Linked DNA regions of Mus musculus: region 1 is linked to region 2. Evidence: chromatin contacts called from public Hi-C data. All regions are on one chromosome and are shown on one strand. The core of a region is the stretch at or near the end of the contact, and the rest is flanking DNA. Distances in the headings are between cores, read along the strand shown. Region 1 overlaps Cdca2 (cell division cycle associated 2). Region 2 holds the start of Ppp2r2a (protein phosphatase 2, regulatory subunit B, alpha).

Evidence for each region. Hi-C and Micro-C count contacts between places; a contact is called where the count stands out from the background.
Region 1: a contact with region 2 is called in a Hi-C map of embryonic stem cells, with 2.5 times the contacts expected there. The contact joins the enhancer-like site here to the promoter of Ppp2r2a in region 2. A contact is called at or near these places in 1 of 39 promoter capture datasets (hippocampal neurons), 3 of 484 Hi-C or Micro-C datasets (the C2C12 cell line, cerebral cortex and embryonic stem cells), 4 of 115 datasets of contacts at active chromatin or transcription factors (astrocytes, cardiomyocytes, embryonic hindbrain and 1 more) and 2 of 9 other capture datasets (adipose tissue and liver).

Annotation. Positions count from the first base shown.
Region 1 is chr14:67,674,022-67,678,464 of GRCm38.p6, reverse strand. It overlaps Cdca2 (cell division cycle associated 2), which reads left to right. Exons shown (of 15, transcript NM_001110162.1): 15 at 443-2,111. The coding sequence ends at 1,605. Among named protein-coding and RNA genes, the nearest start is that of Cdca2, 39 kb to the left of the region's middle. Within about 2 kb of position 1,599, at least 11 of the 459 cell types and tissues checked have an H3K27ac peak or open chromatin away from gene starts, as enhancers often do. A contact at or near this core is called in embryonic stem cells, where this site is marked.
Region 2 is chr14:67,070,345-67,074,664 of GRCm38.p6, reverse strand. Ppp2r2a (protein phosphatase 2, regulatory subunit B, alpha) reads left to right here and starts at 2,194. Exons shown (of 10, transcript NM_028032.3): 1 at 2,194-2,575. The coding sequence starts at 2,569.

The DNA of each region.
Region 1 (4,443 bases), core at 350-2,849, 600 kb before region 2:
TGTCTTTAAATACTCAAGAATTCTGATTTTTATCACCTTATTACAAGAAGATATTCATAAAAGAATTGGAAAGTTGTGATATCCCTTTTTTTTTCAGGTAAATAGGAACCGTCTCTCACTATTGGACCTCGTGCTCTGGGAAGTACATTAGAGAAAAGGAAACTGCTTAAGACAGCAGTCTCGTTTTCCTAGTCTGAAGTTGTGTGCTGTATTAATTCATGCGTTGAACACTTGTTTTCTTAACCTGTGGGCTGGGCCAGTAAGAGGGACAAAGTGACAGATGAGGACAGGAACCGTGTGATGAGTGTAGGCTGTGTAAGTTCTGAAAGCTGAAAACGACCGTATTATAGCGAGCGCATGTATGTCTATGAAACACTGCTCATTTGACAGGCATTGCACTGTTCCTTTGTAATTGACTCTAAGTGTGCTTATATGCCCGTAGATGATTTCAACAAATGTGGTCAGCTGGAAGAAGTGAACTCGTTTGAAATTCCCACACAACGGAAGAGACGCTTACCACAGAAGGCAGATTCGCCTGAGCTGGACCCAGCTCATCATCAGTCTCAGGTCTCTGACAAGTGCTGCTACCTGTTGCCTCTCACTACTGCTTCTGAGCGAGGGCCAAATGCCAGTACCAGAGACACAGGCAGTGAAGGGAACACCAGAGCGGAGAGTAAGTGTCAAAGTGCAAAGGAGCCAAAACCCGGGACCAAGATGGAAAGCGGTCTTGTGCCTCGGGCTTCTGTGACCCAAGATCACATCGTGTCCAAGAATCCAAAACCTCTGGGCAGCCCTCAGAGCCAGGACCTTTTCAAGGCTGGTCAAAATTTGGAAAATCCTTGTGAGATCCTTATTGTTTCAGAAAGTATGAATCTAAAGTGTGAGAAAGAGAGTGAATGCTTAGCTCCACAGGGGAGTCTGCAGGGCAGCCCTGTCTCTACTGACTCAAAAAGAGACCTTAACTGTTCAGAAGATGTCCTCATTCAAAATATAAAAGAACCCGCAAGCCACAGTGAGAATGTGGGAAGGAAATGTGCAGGGAATGGCAGCCCTGGCAGTGGGAGAGAGAGGAAATGGAGAAGACGCACAGTGTGTTGTGGGGGTCAGAGTTCATACCTGGAACAAAATGGGAACCCTGCGTCTTCCTGCAGTGGGGAAAACTTTGTGGAAATTAGTTTAGAAAGCGTGCAGCTGATTGAAGAGCTGTCTAACACCATAGAGCAAAGCTTTCAGAGAACAAGCAGTAAAACCAAGGTGAGACGCAGCACAAGGCTCCAGAGAGACTTGGAAAATACAGGGCTTGTGTGGCTGTCTCCAAGTCCTTCCACTTTGCAGAAGCCCAGAAGGAGAATGACGATCTGCACCTTAGACAGCAGGGGATTTGAATGTCCATCCTCCAAAGAAGAGACCATATCCTCAGGACAAAACCCAGGGCCGCTGCCCGCTGTCTCGGGCAGTGAGAGCCAGGGTGTTGGTTCTTCTGCGCTACCTAGGAAGAGGAGAAGCCTTTGTGGGTCTACCCTCACAGATGCTAACAGTGCCACCCAGCCACCAGACTGCAAGAGAAAACCCTCGCTCAAGGGAGAAAGCGCTCAGCTGCCCTGAGGGGGCTGGGCCCAGGAGAACAAAGGCAGGAACAGACAATCCCACCTGGCATTGGCTCTTAGGGAAGAGGACCCAGCTTCCTGTAGGCCGCTTCAGTGCATTGCACATTTCTAATAAAAATCATTTGAGTTATGATGACTTTAAGTAGAAATACATTAATTTCTTTCTTCTCCCTCTAAATATATTTGTTTGTCTTTTTGTTTTGCCTTTGTTTTGTTAAAGCATTCCTTTCTAGATCCAGCAATGTGTTTCTGCAGTTTTATTCCTTTTACCATTTACCACTAAAGGCTTTGGCTGTTCTGGAAAAGGACCTTTAGAATGACTTATTCTTTTCTTTGGGTTAAATTGACCAGCTTTGATGACTTCATTGTCTGTCTCAAATCAGAGTTTTCCTTTGCTAATTAAGTGACAATGAGGCCCTGTATTTGAAATTTTAATTCATTGACTGGAACTCTATAGAGAAACTATTGTAAATGAATATGTAATTAAACATAACTGTGCAGTCATCCTTCCAGATTGTTCAAATCGGTCACAGGTAATCTGAGTTTCATTCATTGTTTCCTGTTACGTTTACATTTGAGAAGTAGAAACTTAGAAGTGCTCCAGGAAATGTGTTTACCCACATGAAGCTTGGTGTAGTTGCCGATTTCTTCTAAGCGTCTCCCTGCACTTGAACTTTGTATCCTAATATCTAGTCTATTGCTTGCCTGCTCCCTCAGCGCTAAGCCTTCTACAACCTCCTAGTCTCGGTGGCAGCAATTTAAATATCTAAACCACCAGTAGACCTAGAATCTGCAAATCTTATCATTAAACAATGGCCCCAGAAATCCTTTAAATCATTAGCTGTCCTTCAGCCTGATAGCAGAAACATGTTAACAAATAGAGCTCCCTATAAATAACACACCAGGGAAGAAAGCTCCTGCTGGGCGGCCCATTTCCCCCTCAGAGGTGGAGCTATTTGTTACCGCCTTGGCACCGCCAGGTCTGGAGCCCCTGCCGGGAAGGACTGATGTATTTTACATTAACAGGCAAAGTGAGCCCCAACTTCTTCTGCTCAGGGGCGACTTGTCCAAAACTTTCTTTTATCTCTACAAAATCATTTATGTGCTTTTCTCTCCTGTGTGTGTAGTCACTAAGTCAGGACCACTAAACACACCAAAAAGAGAACGAGTTAACTTGTTTAGAAATGTTTTAGGTTGAGTGAGTTTTAAAAAGGGTGGAGAGTCCCAAACCCAGACTTAGCAGCATGTGTAAAAGGCCTTAGGCTCTCAGGACAGTTTTAGTGTTCACTGATTGCTATTTGCCTCTTTCTCTGTTACGGCTTTGTTAACTCAGCTGCATCTGATGGGCAACAGTTTACAAACTCGATTCTCAAAGTTCTGGCTGATTGTGGTTCAGTTTGTCTAATGTCAACTTGGTACCTACAGTAAAACTGTAAGTCCACTCGACAAATTATGTTCATTCTAAAATGTTTCATTATTAATGAATGGCTTGGCTGATATTTATAGACGTCCCTTAAACCAGTGGTTCTCAACCTTCCTAGTGCTGCAACCCTTTAATACAGTTCCTCATGTTGTGGTCACCCGCCCCCATAACCATACAATTCTTAATGTCTTGTTACTTCATAGCTAATTTTGCTACTGTTGTGAATCATAAATTTTGTTTTCCAATGGTCTTAGGTGACCCCTGTGAAAGGGTTGTTCATCCCCAAAGGGGTTGTGACCCACAGGTTGAGAACCACTGCCTTAGTTTCTTAAAGAATATTAAGGGGCCTAATCTACCATATCTCGCCCGTATCAGATGCTTAGTGTAAAGTTAACTTCTGTGTCTGATCACAGTTGCTACATCCATCCCCTCCCTCATGTCTTTTCATTAATGGTAAACCGAAAATGCTATTTCTTTGCTTTAAATCTTTTTTTTTCTAGAAGTAGCTAACCCTGGATGCTTACCTTAGACTGTCTCTGGTCTTCCTTGATTCTGTCCTTGCAGATATTCTCATTTCTTCCAGAAGATGGCAGTGTGGTTCCTGCAATTTTCCTTCCCTGGGCAAACATGAAGGCCAGGGCTGCTTGTACCTACTGTGGCTTGAACTTCTCTTATATTTTCCCTCAGTTTTTATCAGAAATTGATGAGTATGTGTGGGGAAATCAGAGGACAAATAATTTAAATGAAGTATAAACAACTTTCTGTGTACAGAAACTCAGCTGTCATGCCTCTTCCAGACATCTTGTGCCCATCAAGTGTGGTTTGCCAGTGTTGTCTATACATGCATGCATACACACACACACATGTATTACGTATGTATGGATACATTAGATAGATAGATAGATAGATAGATAGATAGATGTTAATTTGCAGCCTCTACTCCACAGAGTCTCATGACTGTCAGTGTTACTGAGGACAGCCCTGTTGCCCTCAGTCTCTCAGCCTTATGTGGAATTATTGCCTTTGGACAAATGAGGATGTGAGTTGTTTCCTTCTTTTTGGTTCTAGGAGTTGATGACAGAGCTGAAGTGATAGCTAGATTCTCTTCTGTAGATTCTGGAAAGTTCCTCTGACATAGAGCTAGCATCTCAAGTAAACCAGCTTACAAATGCTGACCTTTTGAAAAGAACATACTGTTTGAACTTTGGAAAATGTATATGGTTACACACCACCTTGACGTCAGAGTAATATCATGTCTGACAACCCAACCCTCACCCCTAGCTCTTACAGCTAATGATTTGAATTCAGTTGTACTTTTTGCTTTTTTTAGAATGTCACAGAAAAGGAATCTCAGATGATTGATTGATTGGTCAATCGTTTGTGCCTATGTTTTAAACAGCATAATGCTTTTGA
Region 2 (4,320 bases), core at 945-3,444:
TTTTTCTTCCCAATCCAGAAGACTTATTTATTCATCCATTAGTCCCATGAATTATGTGGCTAGTGATAGGGAGATGAATAACATACTTCCTAGCCTCAAAGAATTCTGTCTAATAACAGACACAGACTGAGATCATTTTAATGTGGTTTAAGAAAACAGAAAAGTGCATTATACTTTATGAGACTATTTGTATAAACTGACAACATGACTGCTTCATAGTTTGGTTAAGGGGAGGGTTTTGTTGTAGATATGAGAGAGTGGCCAGAGGCATCTGGAAGAGTCCAGAGCACAGACTGAACATGCCGGAGAGGGAAGAATAATAGCAGAGGATAAAATATAGAGGAAACAGCCAGAATAGCAGGGTCATAAGGAGGAGTAGCTTGGGAGAGAAACACCCGAGGGCTGGAGTTTACAGTAGAGGAGAGGTAAGAAGGGCAGGACACTAGCGTGGACTGAAATGTGCCACAGGATCTTGGGATACCAGCATGTGCTTTGATATACAGTTAGGCAACGTAGGTAGCTATATCTCCTTTTTGCCAGAAGTGAGGGAAATGACATTTTTGGTAGAGGGCCCCTGGCTTCACAAGTTCCTGAAGAATGCTGTTTTTTTTTTTTTTTTTTTTTTTTTTTAATCTAACTTCCAGAAATCCTCCTATAGTCCAGGCTGAGCTCATTTCTGGATATTTGAACTGCCTTTTGCAGTTTGGGAAGTTTCCTTTGGACCTGACACATTTTGTTGTTGTTCTCTTTCCTCCTCCTCTTCCTCCTGTCTTTCTTTCTTTCTTTCTTTCTTTCTTTCTTTTTTTAACTGTTTTAAGATGAGTACATTGTTGTTGTCTTCAGGCACACCAGAAGAGGGAATCAGATCCCATTACTGATGGTTGTGAGCCACCATGTGGCTGCTGGGAATTGAACTCAGGACCTTTGGGAAAGCAGTCAGTGCTCTTAACCACTAGGCCATCTACCCAGCCCTCCTTCTGTCTTTCAAGACAGAGTTTCTTTGTGTGGACTTGGCTGTCCTGGAACTAGCTCTGTAGACCAGGCTGACCTCCAGAAATCTGCTTGCCTCTGCCTCCTTCCCCTCCCTCTCTCTAGGAGGAGAGCTTGGCACTACTAAGAAAGGGCATTTGACCTAGTTAAAGGTGAATAGGAAAGGGGGGGGGGAATGTCAGAGAGTCTGACTGGAAGAGGCTACATTTAAATGGATTTATTTTAATTTTTTGCATGTGTTTGATGTATGTATGTTAGGCAGAGTCTTCTATAGATAGCCCAGGCTAGCCTCAAACTCAGCTGTCCTTGAACTCTAGAACCTCTTAAATGAATACAAGCGCTGTTGAGATTATAGGAATGTGTCACCACGGCCAGAAGAACATATCTTCCTCTTCCTCCTCCTCCTCTTTTTCCTCCTCCTCCTCCTCCTCCTTCTCCTCCTTCTTCTTCTTCTTCTTTTGGTTTTTCAAGACAGGGTTTCTCTGTGTAGCCCCGGCTACCCTGGAACTCACTCTGTAGACCAGGCTGGCCTTGAACTCAGAAATCCGCCTGCCTCTGCCTCTCAAGTGCTGGGATTAAAGGTGTATGCCACCACTGCCCAGCAGAACATACCTTCTTAATCATTGATTTTACCACTTTTATCTGAAAAGACCTTGGCTACTTTTTGCGGCATTCACAACATCCAATTTCTGTGGCGAGCTATTCTTAACTGCTCGCAGTAGCCAAGGGCTCTAGTCCATGGGAAGGTAACCTAATTCACCCAGATGGAACCAGTCCAGTTGTGTCCTTCTGGGCTCAGTGAACTCTCACCTTGGGCAGGCAGTGGCAAGTATGCATCACTCTCCCTTAATTTTGGTGCCTCCGGGGCTCACCCACAGGGTCACTGGAGCAACAAAAGGGGTATTCTCTCGAGAGGGCCAGCTCACCATGTGGTTGAGCATAAGTGAACATATGAGGCCATCCCAAAGTTCCGGCCTTGGCTCTACGGCTTGGGACAGTGAGAGGTGCAGACAGGCCAGGCCTTGGCCACTTGGGCACCGCGGCTTGGCACATCCAGCCCACAGCCACAGCAAACTAAGTGCAGCTCTAGCTCTGTACAGGGACCTTCTCAAGGATCCTAGCGGGCGGGGCGGGGCGAAAGCAAGACAAGAAGGAGGCGTGGCTAACACAGCACGACCCGCCCCAAAGACGCTCCGCCCCCTCAAGTGACGTCACCGGCCAGCCAGCGGGCGCCATTTTGAAAGTGGAGTCGCCTGTCCCTGCCGCCGCGGCCGCCGTCGCTGTCCTAGCCGCCGCTGCCGCCGCCACTACTACCGCCGCCGCCGCCGCTACTGCCGCCGCTGCCGTCTCCACCGCGAGAGAAGGAGCACGAGACGGGACGCCCCTGAGTGAACGCCACCATCCTGCCGACCGCTCCACCCGGGCCGCTTCCTTTCCGCCCCGGTCCCGGTCCCCTCCCCCCTCAGGTGCCATCCGCCTCCATCCGCGCCCTCGATCCCCCCATCCCCAGGTGTGGGGGCTGAGCCCCGGTCGCGGAGACCCCGACGAGCCCGGCAGGGTCACCATTTGCAGCGCGACATGGCAGGTAAAGAAGAAACGGCCCTTGGGCGGCTGACAGGGTGCCGTGCCGCTTCCTCTGCGCGCTCTCCGTCACCCCCTAGCGACCGTGGTGGCGGGGCCTCGGCCTGGGGCGCTGGCCGAGTGTGGGGCGGGCGGGCGGGCCTGGCACTGAGCTGGGACTGTGGGGCCTGGAGGCCGGGCCCGGGGCCTGGCACTACAGGAACACGGCACGGGTGCGTTGGGGGTGGGAGACGGCGTGGGTGGGGCGGGTGCAGGCGTGCAGATGGGTCCCCTCTGCACCCTGCTCCCTCCGCTCTTCCTTACATATTCATTCCTCTTCCCGGTCTACTGAGAACCTTTCTGTAGAAATGTATTCTGGACCGATAAGAAGGAAGACAGCTTTGCAAGTTAAAATACAATGGAGGCATACCCCCACCCCCCCAACTCACGGTCACCCCCCCCCCAACCCCCAGCACCACACAAACATTAATGGGGTAGGTCAGGTTTTGAGGGTGTAAGCCTGAATTTCGTTTTCGATTTTGCTCCCTTCCCGTGTCTTATTTTTTTGCCACTCACGAATGCTAAGCCTTTAATAGAAGTTGCAAGGATTGGGGTGGGGGCTGGGTGGGAGAGAAAGGTAATTTAAACTTTGCATTTTGCACGGTAGCGTTTGGGCAGATGTCCTTTTCCCAGAAGGGTTTCTTGGAGTTAAAATAGTTGTGGAGTTCGCCGATATAAATAGCCAAAGGGAGAGGGATTTTATAAAACCTTGCTGAGGGGGGACGGGGGGGGTGCGGGGGGAGAAAGCCTGATTGAGAATAATTTAGCAAGGAATGGGTAAAGGAAAAGCGAGGTTTAATGTCGTTTGAGAGTCGGTTATCTTTGTACAATTTAGTCTTGAAGCCCTTCCTCTCATAGAGTAATTCTGGATTGAGATTGAGTTTCTTTTCCAGAAATCCCGGGGTGCCCCCATCCCCCCATTTCCTCTTCAGTGCTGAGCAGTGAGTGTCGGAGATTAAACCAATTTTCCTTTCTTTTCAATATTTGCATAGATAATAGAACCTTTAAAGAAGTTATGCTGGACTGGTTTACAGTTTGCTATATAAACAGGCTGCCCTTTGACCTTGCTGAACAATGAAATGATAATTGGAACTGTATTGTAGGAGATGAGCAACGAATAAGGTTGCTTTTTTCTGGGTCCTTTGGATGCAGTAGGTGAATGTGGCAGGAGCAGCCTCCTTTGACCATCTCTTCCCAGGCGTGCATTTCCGCCCCTTTTCCTCTGTCTGCAACCAGTGATTTGCTCCTAACGAATGCAAAGAAATGGGTGTTGTGTTTGCTTAGTCCACATGAATCATCCTCTCAGGCAGTAATGTTCCCGAAGTTTTCTCTTCGTTCTATATTTCATGGTAGTTTAGCCTTATAACTCTTTTGTAGGCCTTTTGTACATTTAAAGGAAAACTAACTTTGGTGCTTTGGTTGGTTTTGTTTTTGTTTTTGTTTTTTCCTGGTAGGTTTTAACTTGAAAGGTTCTGACTGTCTTTAAGGAGAGGGAAAAGTGGAAGTGAGGTTTTAAATATCTGTATGATGATAATTACTGGTAGGCTGTATGTCTTTGGATATTTCGTACCTGCAGACTTGTTTTTAATACACTACCAACTATTGGAGGCCAATTTGGTTCCAAATCTGTGGGCTCAGTGGTAGTTACATAGGGAGTTATGATGCCAGCCTCGGGAACCATCTCTGTGTTTATAAGCGTAAACAGAACAG